Linked DNA regions of Hordeum vulgare: region 1 is linked to region 2. The links are chromatin contacts, called in public Hi-C maps. All regions are on one chromosome and are shown on one strand. The core of a region is the stretch at or near the end of the contact, and the rest is flanking DNA. Distances in the headings are between cores, read along the strand shown. Region 1 holds the start of LOC123428351 (transcription factor SRM1-like). Region 2 holds the start of LOC123428900 (probable ubiquitin-conjugating enzyme E2 23).

Region 1 (3,818 bases), core at 1,033-3,532, 190 kb before region 2:
TCACCCTCCCCCAGATCCACCAACGCCAATGCATTCTCGAACGCCTTGTCCTGCTCCCACGTCCACACTCCAGGCCCAGACCCGGATCCTAACCCCTTCTTCCCCTCAATGTTATCGGCTATGTTGTTCCACACAGCATCACCCTCCTGCAGGTCCACCAACACCGGCGCATTCTCGAACACCACGTCCTGCTCCCACATCCACCCTCCGGACCCGAACCCCTCAGTCACCATGGCCGACATGTTCCTCGGCCCTGAAGAAGAAAGAGCAAAAAACTAGATAGCTCTACAAGATTCGCCGGGCGGCAATAGGGCCAAAGGTTCCGCAGGATTGCGGCAGCGAGATATGGGAGAAGGAGAGGGGGGAGGGGGCCGGAATGGCTACGGGTTTAGGCTAATAAATTGGGGAGTTTCGATAAGAGAGAGGGCGCAGGGGAGCGGCGGAGCAGATTTATGGGCGCCAGCAGGATAAACTATGACAGAATGTCAAACCTACACGCGTCCATTCTCAAATGGAAAGCAGAAGCGGTGGCGGCAGCACATTTAAAGAGCAAATATCTGAAATATACTCAGCACATTTAAAGCAAAGATTTCCAAACTAGACAGCTCTACAGGATTCGCAGGGCAGCAATACAGGTCAGAGGTTCCTCAGGACTGTTGCGGCTAGATATGGGAGGAGAGGGAGTAGGGGGCTGTATTTCTGCGGGTTTAGGGTAATAAATTGGGGGGTTTCAATAAGGGAGCGGAGGAGCAGATTTACGGGCGCCAGCAGGACAAACTACGACAAACCATCAAACTACATGCGTCCAGTCACAAATGGAAAGCAGCAGCAGTACATTTAAAGAGCAAATATCCAAAATACTCAGCACATTTCGACAATTAAATGAGTGGGTCAGCAGAATCGCCAATCAAATAGCAGTGATGTTTTACCTCCTAGCCAACCCAACCCACCAATCAGTCAAACATGTAGGCAGTACCGCTCGAAATCGCTCAATGAACAGATTTAAGGTGAGAGAATGGAGCTCAAAATGTGCTCGCTTCGCTGTGCAGACAATAAAGTTCCTTGCAAAGCATAACTCTAATTTCCAGATGCGCAAAAGGGAGCTCCACTGATCTATTCACACCCCAGTACAACGAGGAGAGAGCAGGTAAGAAACCCTACTGATTTCACTCACAGACCAGTACCCTGAGAGCAGACAAACTATGCAAGCATCAGATTTCCAGTATGTTCCCTGATATCATAGGACCATTACACGGATCAGATTCTCTAACAAAACTGTCAATTCAGCAAGCAATCAATCAATCACAGCAATTAATCAAATCAATCAGAGCAGCAAGCAGCTCAATTATTCGGTCAACGGAAGGAAAACGAAGGGAGGCAGGAGCGCGAACGAACCTGTGCTCGTCCTCTGTCCAGGCGATCCCCTTGCGGCGCTCCTGCTCGGCGGACTTGGACGAGCCCTTCTCCCCGTGGCTTCCCCCTCCTCCGCCGCTGCTCTTCTTCCCGCCCCCGCCGCCACCGCCGGAGCCCCCCTCCTCGCCGTCGCCGGCGTAGACGAGCAGCGGCACGCGGCCAGCCTCGATGCCGTCCACGTCCTCCACGAGGAGCTCGTAGTGCCGCCGGACCTCCTCGGGCGACTTGCCCTCGACGGCGTCCGCTATCTTGTCCCACATGGCCTCCCCCTCCTCCTCCTCCACCGTGGCCAGCGCGTTCTCGAACGCCTTCTCCTGCTCACGCGTCCACCCGCCGGCCCCGGCGCCGGACCCCTCCTCGCCCCCGCCGCTGCTGCTCGCCTCCTCCGCCGCCATGGCCGACCGCCGACCTGTTCCCCGGACGAAAGAAGAGGAAAAAGGCAACCTTGACAGCGCTCCGCGGGGCTCGCGGGGCGGCGGCAGGGGTCAGTCGGCCGGACGGATTGCGGCGGCGAGATAAGGAAGAGGCGGATTTGGTGTCGCTGCGGGGTTCGTGGGGGAATAAATTGGGGGTTTCCGGAAAAGAGAGAAGGGGGGGAGGCGGAGGAAGGAGGGGGATCTACCGCCGCCGCCGGAGGAGGATTTGTTACCGCGGGGCCGGGCGAGATATTTTCCTTTCACCGCGGCGCGGGGGCGGGGGCGGGGGCGGGGGAGGGGGACGGGCAGTGACTGCGGTGTCGGGCCTCCCGTGTCTCTGGGGGAAGTGGGAGTGGCGCGGGGAGGAAGGAGACAAGCGAGGCTGGGTGGCCGCTGGCGACGCGGCGGCCGGGCTTTTTTCCTTTTCTTTCTTCCTCGGAGGCGCCCCCGGCCCCGGCGGCCGCCGGGTTTTTATTGTGGTCGTGGTTAATGGCCGCCTGAGCTTGACTTGATCGACATACGTATCAGTCATTTTCTAGTTTTAGAAACCGGTAATTACGTGGAGTATGTATACATTTTTTTAGACAGGCCTTTTTTTTTACACAATACAGAGGCAATTGCTCGTACATACGCGCATAAATTCATCTTATAAATACACACACATATAGTCCCTCCGTACCAGTGCATAGGACACTTTAGAAGGTGCAGAGCGACCAAGATGGTAGCTGATTGGAGAGCAACAGAAAACAAGGCCGGTCATCCTTCCAATCAAATCGGATGCAGTATTTAAGTGGGTGTCTTTTTAACTAATTACCGAGTAGACGCACCCAATGCAAAGGTACTAAGAGGCAGCGAACGAGGCTTGGAGGGAAACGATGAGGGAAGTTATTGAAGCACCCTTAAGCGTTTTGAGAAAATCTGGTTTTTGTAAAGTGCCCTATGCACTGATACAAAGGGAGTACTATTCTTATGAACACCTAGAAAAGACTGATGGAACCCACTAAATGTGTATCATCAAAAATTCTAAAAAAAATTAAAAATTAATGCGAGCATCAGGACTTGAATCCTGATGGGTTAGGGTTGCCACTATCCCTCTAACCATTCAATTACAGAATTGATTCATTTTTTAATAAAACATGTTTTTATCTCGCTTTTATTATAACAAGAAAATCAGCAAATCCACACAACAAATTCACATTGTAGGCAAGAAAATAAGTCAACTGAGACAACGACACAAACATGCAAAAAGTAAAATATAGGTTCGCCACTCAAGCCCAAGAGCCTCACGAACAAAGCTTTAATGAAGTGTGCAACATGACAGTATAAAAAAATATGGGTCTCAGACTCGGAGACACCGCAAAGGGGGCATAGCCCGTCGCGAGACGCATCTCACTTGGCTACCTTCGCCTGTGAAAGAAGATGATCACACAAAAGCTGTCCATATGAAAATATTAATATTCATCGGAAGGGGCACTTTTCACAAAGGGATGGTCAACATAAGAGGCAACGCATGGTAGAGGACACGATAAGTGGAGTCAACAAATAAGAACCTGGGTGGGGCCAGATGCTAAGAAATAACTTATGAAGTGTCGGCCAACATCGGTAGGAGGGTCGTCCGTTCAAGATATAGTCTCCTCACGGCTAGAGGTTTGGCAGAATGAAATGTTCCAACTCCCATTATGGACTGTCGAGGCAATGAAAAGCATTAGGTTCGAGCAGATCACAAAAAAAGATTAGGGAACTCGGCGTGAGGCGGAAATCTACAAAGCCACGGGTCCAGTGAGAAAGAGGATCGTTTCTCCATTTCCTATGGAGATGATGAGCCCGGGGAGAAACTCGTGTTTGATCGACTAGAAAGACTTCCAGATCCAGGAATCCTCACTGTGGTCATTACTCATTAGTGAGGAGGTATGCTCTTCACGTATTTTGTTTTAATAAGTTGCAACCATAAGTCCACATCATTCCTAAGAATCCACCACACGTATCTCA
Region 2 (4,143 bases), core at 1,477-3,976:
CATCATTTTCTAGTAAAATTGTAATTACTTAGTCTATGGTGTCAAGCTAATTGTGATCTGGAGGGCTAGTCATCTGCCTTTGCCCCCTCCTCAGCCAAATTGTGGCCGTTCACATTGACAATGTTCCTTGTCATGGCAGCATCGATGGTCTCCGTTGTATCTTCGTACGTGGGCTTAGGTAACTTCGAGCTTGTTGATGACGACAATTGCATGTATCCTTTGCATCGAGCCACCACGCCGTTGGTCATTTGGAGCAAAGACTGGGTTGCGAGACCCAAAAGGCCTGTCCTCTTCGTTGTCGGGTTGTCATCTTCAACAGTACTGTTATCATCGGTTGGATTCTGTAAATCATGGTCCTAAAATAAGAAAAAACAAATTGCCAAGTCAATTGAGATGTATCCATCCAGAATCCAGATAATGATTATGTATAAAATATATGAGGTCAACCTAAATTAAGTATAAATTACTATGTGCATAGCAGTTTATTTTTCTTTGGTGTCGACCGGTCGGGACAACCCGGTCGAAGTAGCTAGACCCTGGTTTAAGTTGATTTTTTGCATTTGCTTGTAGAAACGGACAATGTTAGAAGAATAGATATATACCGTGTGCGTGTTAGCCGCAGCCAATTCTTCAGGTGCATCAATGATGTTATCAACCACTACCCAGTCGTGCATTTTATCCAACAGATCCCAATAGCGCTCCTCCTCGACGACGACAATCTCATGGGGCAATACCTGCAGCACACACCAAATCAAATCGAATACAACTAATAATGAGTTGAGTAGTGTCCAACAAGAAGTGACTATATAGTAACTGAAGGTGTCAACGTACCATTGACATGGTACCATCGCCCCACTTGACTTGGACGTGTCCATCATAGAGAATGTCAACAACACGTCCCACCCATGAAAGATCTGCTGCAACGGCATTATTCTTCTTGTTGCCTTGTAGCAATGGCGTGATTTCACCGCTGGTTGATCCCGACGGCAGGAGACGAATGACAATGTCTCCATAGTCAGCAGACGGGTAAGAAGAGTCACTTTTCAGGGCGTACACAGTCACAGTATCGTCGCACACGTCCTCCCTAGCCTCGTTCAACCATGATACACAAGCCGTCCGGTCTCCGTAGTGCAGGCTCCTGATGACGCCCACAGGCCTTGCTAATTCGGTTCCAGAGTCGCCGGTAGCATCAATAGGAAGTACGCCGACGACGTGATCCCCTGGGAACAAGTCTTCATCCACTAGCTCAGAGGGGACGACGGTTGCTGAACTTATGCCACGTTGCAGTGTGCCGTCCTGCCATAGCACGTCGACGGAGGTACGGGTGTTGGCGACGACCATGGGAATCTCCACCCCCGCCTGCGCAGTTGGTGCTTCACTTTCATCATCATCGGTCACGTTGCCATTGCGGAAAAAGCAGCGGTCGGCTACCCCCCAGCTGCAACTGAAGGCGGCGGAGAAGAAGGTAAGATCGTTTGGGTTCTGGTAGGCCGAAGGGGCGGATGCCTTGACGAGCCCCTTGTCGGTGCCATGATGCATGGATGCAATCCAGCAGACATGGACGCCGGACGTCTCCACCTTGGTGACGGTGCCAAACTTATGGTCAGGATTCCATGAGCCGTTAAGCCAGCGTGCCCCCTTGAAGAGGGAACCCGGGTCTGGTGCGGTGACGAGCTCCCCGGGGTCCAAGAGAGCGTTCATTTGATGGCGATAGAAAAAGGTGTTGCTGCCGGCGTCCACTTGTTTTAGCTTGTTGGAGTCTGCGTTGGTGACCCTGCAGACCGCCCCGTCATCGAACATCACATCCACGTCGATGGAGACCTCGACGACCTGGCCGAGCCACGGCCCGGAGACGACGAAGTCGCCGAGGTTGAAGCTCCGTACGCGCCGGAGGGCAGACGGGGACACGCCTGGGATGACATGTATCTCCCCGAGGCGGCTGTCGTGCTTGGCCAGGTCTAGCACGGTGGTGACGCCGGTGACAACGCCAAGCTGGCCGTCATCGCCGGACGCCGAGCCGACCACCTGTCCGGGCTGCAGGTGGCTCCTGTCCACCACCCTGAGGTCGCTGGCGTTCTTGTACACGACGGTGTTGTCGGCGAGGAGAAGCCTGAACGTGCCGATGTCCGCAGAGTCGTGGTCGTCCGCCTCGACGACGTGGGCCACGACGAGGCCATGGTGGCGGAGCGTGTGCCCGAAGCTCACGAGGTCTAGCAACTCAACATCGTGGGACGCGACAGCGGCCATCGATCTTAGCTGATTTTGTTTCCGGCGAGAGCACGCAGATTGCTTGTTGGATTGATTGCGAGGTGCTCACGGTGGTGTTGCAAGCTATAGCTAATAGCACCGGCCGCTGTCTGAGTAGGATTAGAATTAGAATTCCTATGCTACTCGGTCCGGTGAGTAGGATTAGAATTTGTATGCTACTCGGTCGTGTGCATAATCGTTCTGCTGACGGACTCTTTTGATGAACTGCTGACGAACAAAAAAACACACAAGATGCCCACCACCACTCTCTCTCACCCGTTTAGCGGGCTGGGTTGGCCCCCGATCTCCGATCACCCAGTCCAAGCCTTTCCGTCCTCCTACTTCCATCCCGATCACCTTCTTCTTCTATAAGTAAAGTCTATGCAGGGGCGCGATGGCGGCTGACGGGGGAGAAGACATGGATCCTTGCGATCCAGATCTGTGCTACTTGGAGCCGCTGCGGACTGCCCTTGCCCAAACTAAGGTACACCCCTCTCGCCCCAACCAACCCCACTACTTGCATACTTTCCCTTACCGAAGAAATCTTTCAAACTGTGAATAAAAGCTGAAAATTCAGAGAAGACAGGTGACTGAATGTGTTCATATTTTACATAGAAAAAAATGTAGGGGATGACTGAATGTGTTCCAATTCTCATTCATGGGGAGGGGGTGAAAAATAACTAGCAAAGAATAACATGACTGAAAAAGTGCTAGTACAATCCTTGTATGACTGAAAAAATAATAATTGGAGGATTAGAATCTTACGTGCATAGAAAGAATGAAGACTGACATTGACCAACTGAAAAAAAAACTACACATGGAGACTGCAGACTCCATCCCCTAAGATAACATGTCCCCCCTGTGTGGTTGATTCAACAAACAAACAAAAGCTTATTCATGTTAGAGTATTGAATTTCAGATAGTTGATAGAGCGAACAGTCACATAACTCAGGCTTAAAAACTGAAAAACAGTGAATATCATGAGGGGAATGGAGCACATGCTGATACTAGAGCTATGAAATTCAGATATTTAAATAGATCCAATTTCAGGTTTAGTACTGTTACTAAAAACTGACATACATAAAAAAATAAGATAAGAGACTAATGAGATACTGAAAAAACTTGCAACGCAGGGTTCCGTTGCTACAGGTGGAGAACACACATCTGAAACAAATAAAAGAAGCATGCAGGCTGAACCGGGCGAAGCATCTGAGGGTGATGCTGCTTACGATCCATAGCACAACCACCTGGAGCCACCCCCAAGGGAATCATCTGAGGTAACAACACACTACCCTCCCTCCCCTTAATTTTCATTTATACATACATGCTTCACTTATGTGATCAGCTTACTTGTGAATCATTTTATACATAAGAAAAGTGTATTAGCTAGATAAAGCTTGTGTCCCTGTTGTTCCACTTTGCAGAGATGATCTCAATAAAAAACATGATCACCTTCCTGTAGAAAAATGGAAGAAACTGTAGACCAACTGAATGCAGGCTACCACTTTCTATGTTTATTTTAGGAGATAAGGTTTTTCTACTCATATGGTTTGGCATTAAAAAGAACAAACTTCAAGAAATGGGTGTGCTCTCTCTAAATATGACTCATGATGGATCAAAGACTGACCTACTGAAACTAAAACAGAGAGAAATCAAAACAAAAAACAAACTGAAGCTAACTATAACATGACTGAACATAGGAAGATAAAAATACAAGACTGAAAACGGACACTAAAATTAAAGAGACAATGATAGAAAAAGTACATGAATACCGGAGACTGAACAGAACTAAATACTAAATTATCTGATAAATTCATACTAAAAACTAAAGCAATAATACTAACTACAACATGACTGAAAGCTAACTATGACTGATGACTGAATACTAACTACAAC

Evidence for each region. A called contact is a pair of places that touch in the nucleus more often than the background predicts.
Region 1: a contact with region 2 is called in a Hi-C map of leaf, with 4 times the contacts expected there. The contact joins the promoter of LOC123428351 here to the promoter of LOC123428900 in region 2. A contact is called at or near these places in 1 of 6 Hi-C or Micro-C datasets (leaf) and 1 of 1 datasets of contacts at active chromatin or transcription factors (embryo).

The regions. Positions count from the first base shown.
Region 1 is chr2H:646,755,299-646,759,116 of MorexV3_pseudomolecules_assembly, reverse strand. LOC123428351 (transcription factor SRM1-like) reads right to left here and starts at 2,282. Exons shown (of 2, transcript XM_045112552.1): 1 at 1,396-2,282. The coding sequence starts at 1,808.
Region 2 is chr2H:646,561,707-646,565,849 of MorexV3_pseudomolecules_assembly, reverse strand. It overlaps LOC123428900 (probable ubiquitin-conjugating enzyme E2 23), which reads right to left and starts at 2,726. Exons shown (of 3, transcript XM_045113004.1): 1 at 832-2,726; 2 at 603-734; 3 at 66-356. The coding sequence starts at 2,247. The coding sequence ends at 66.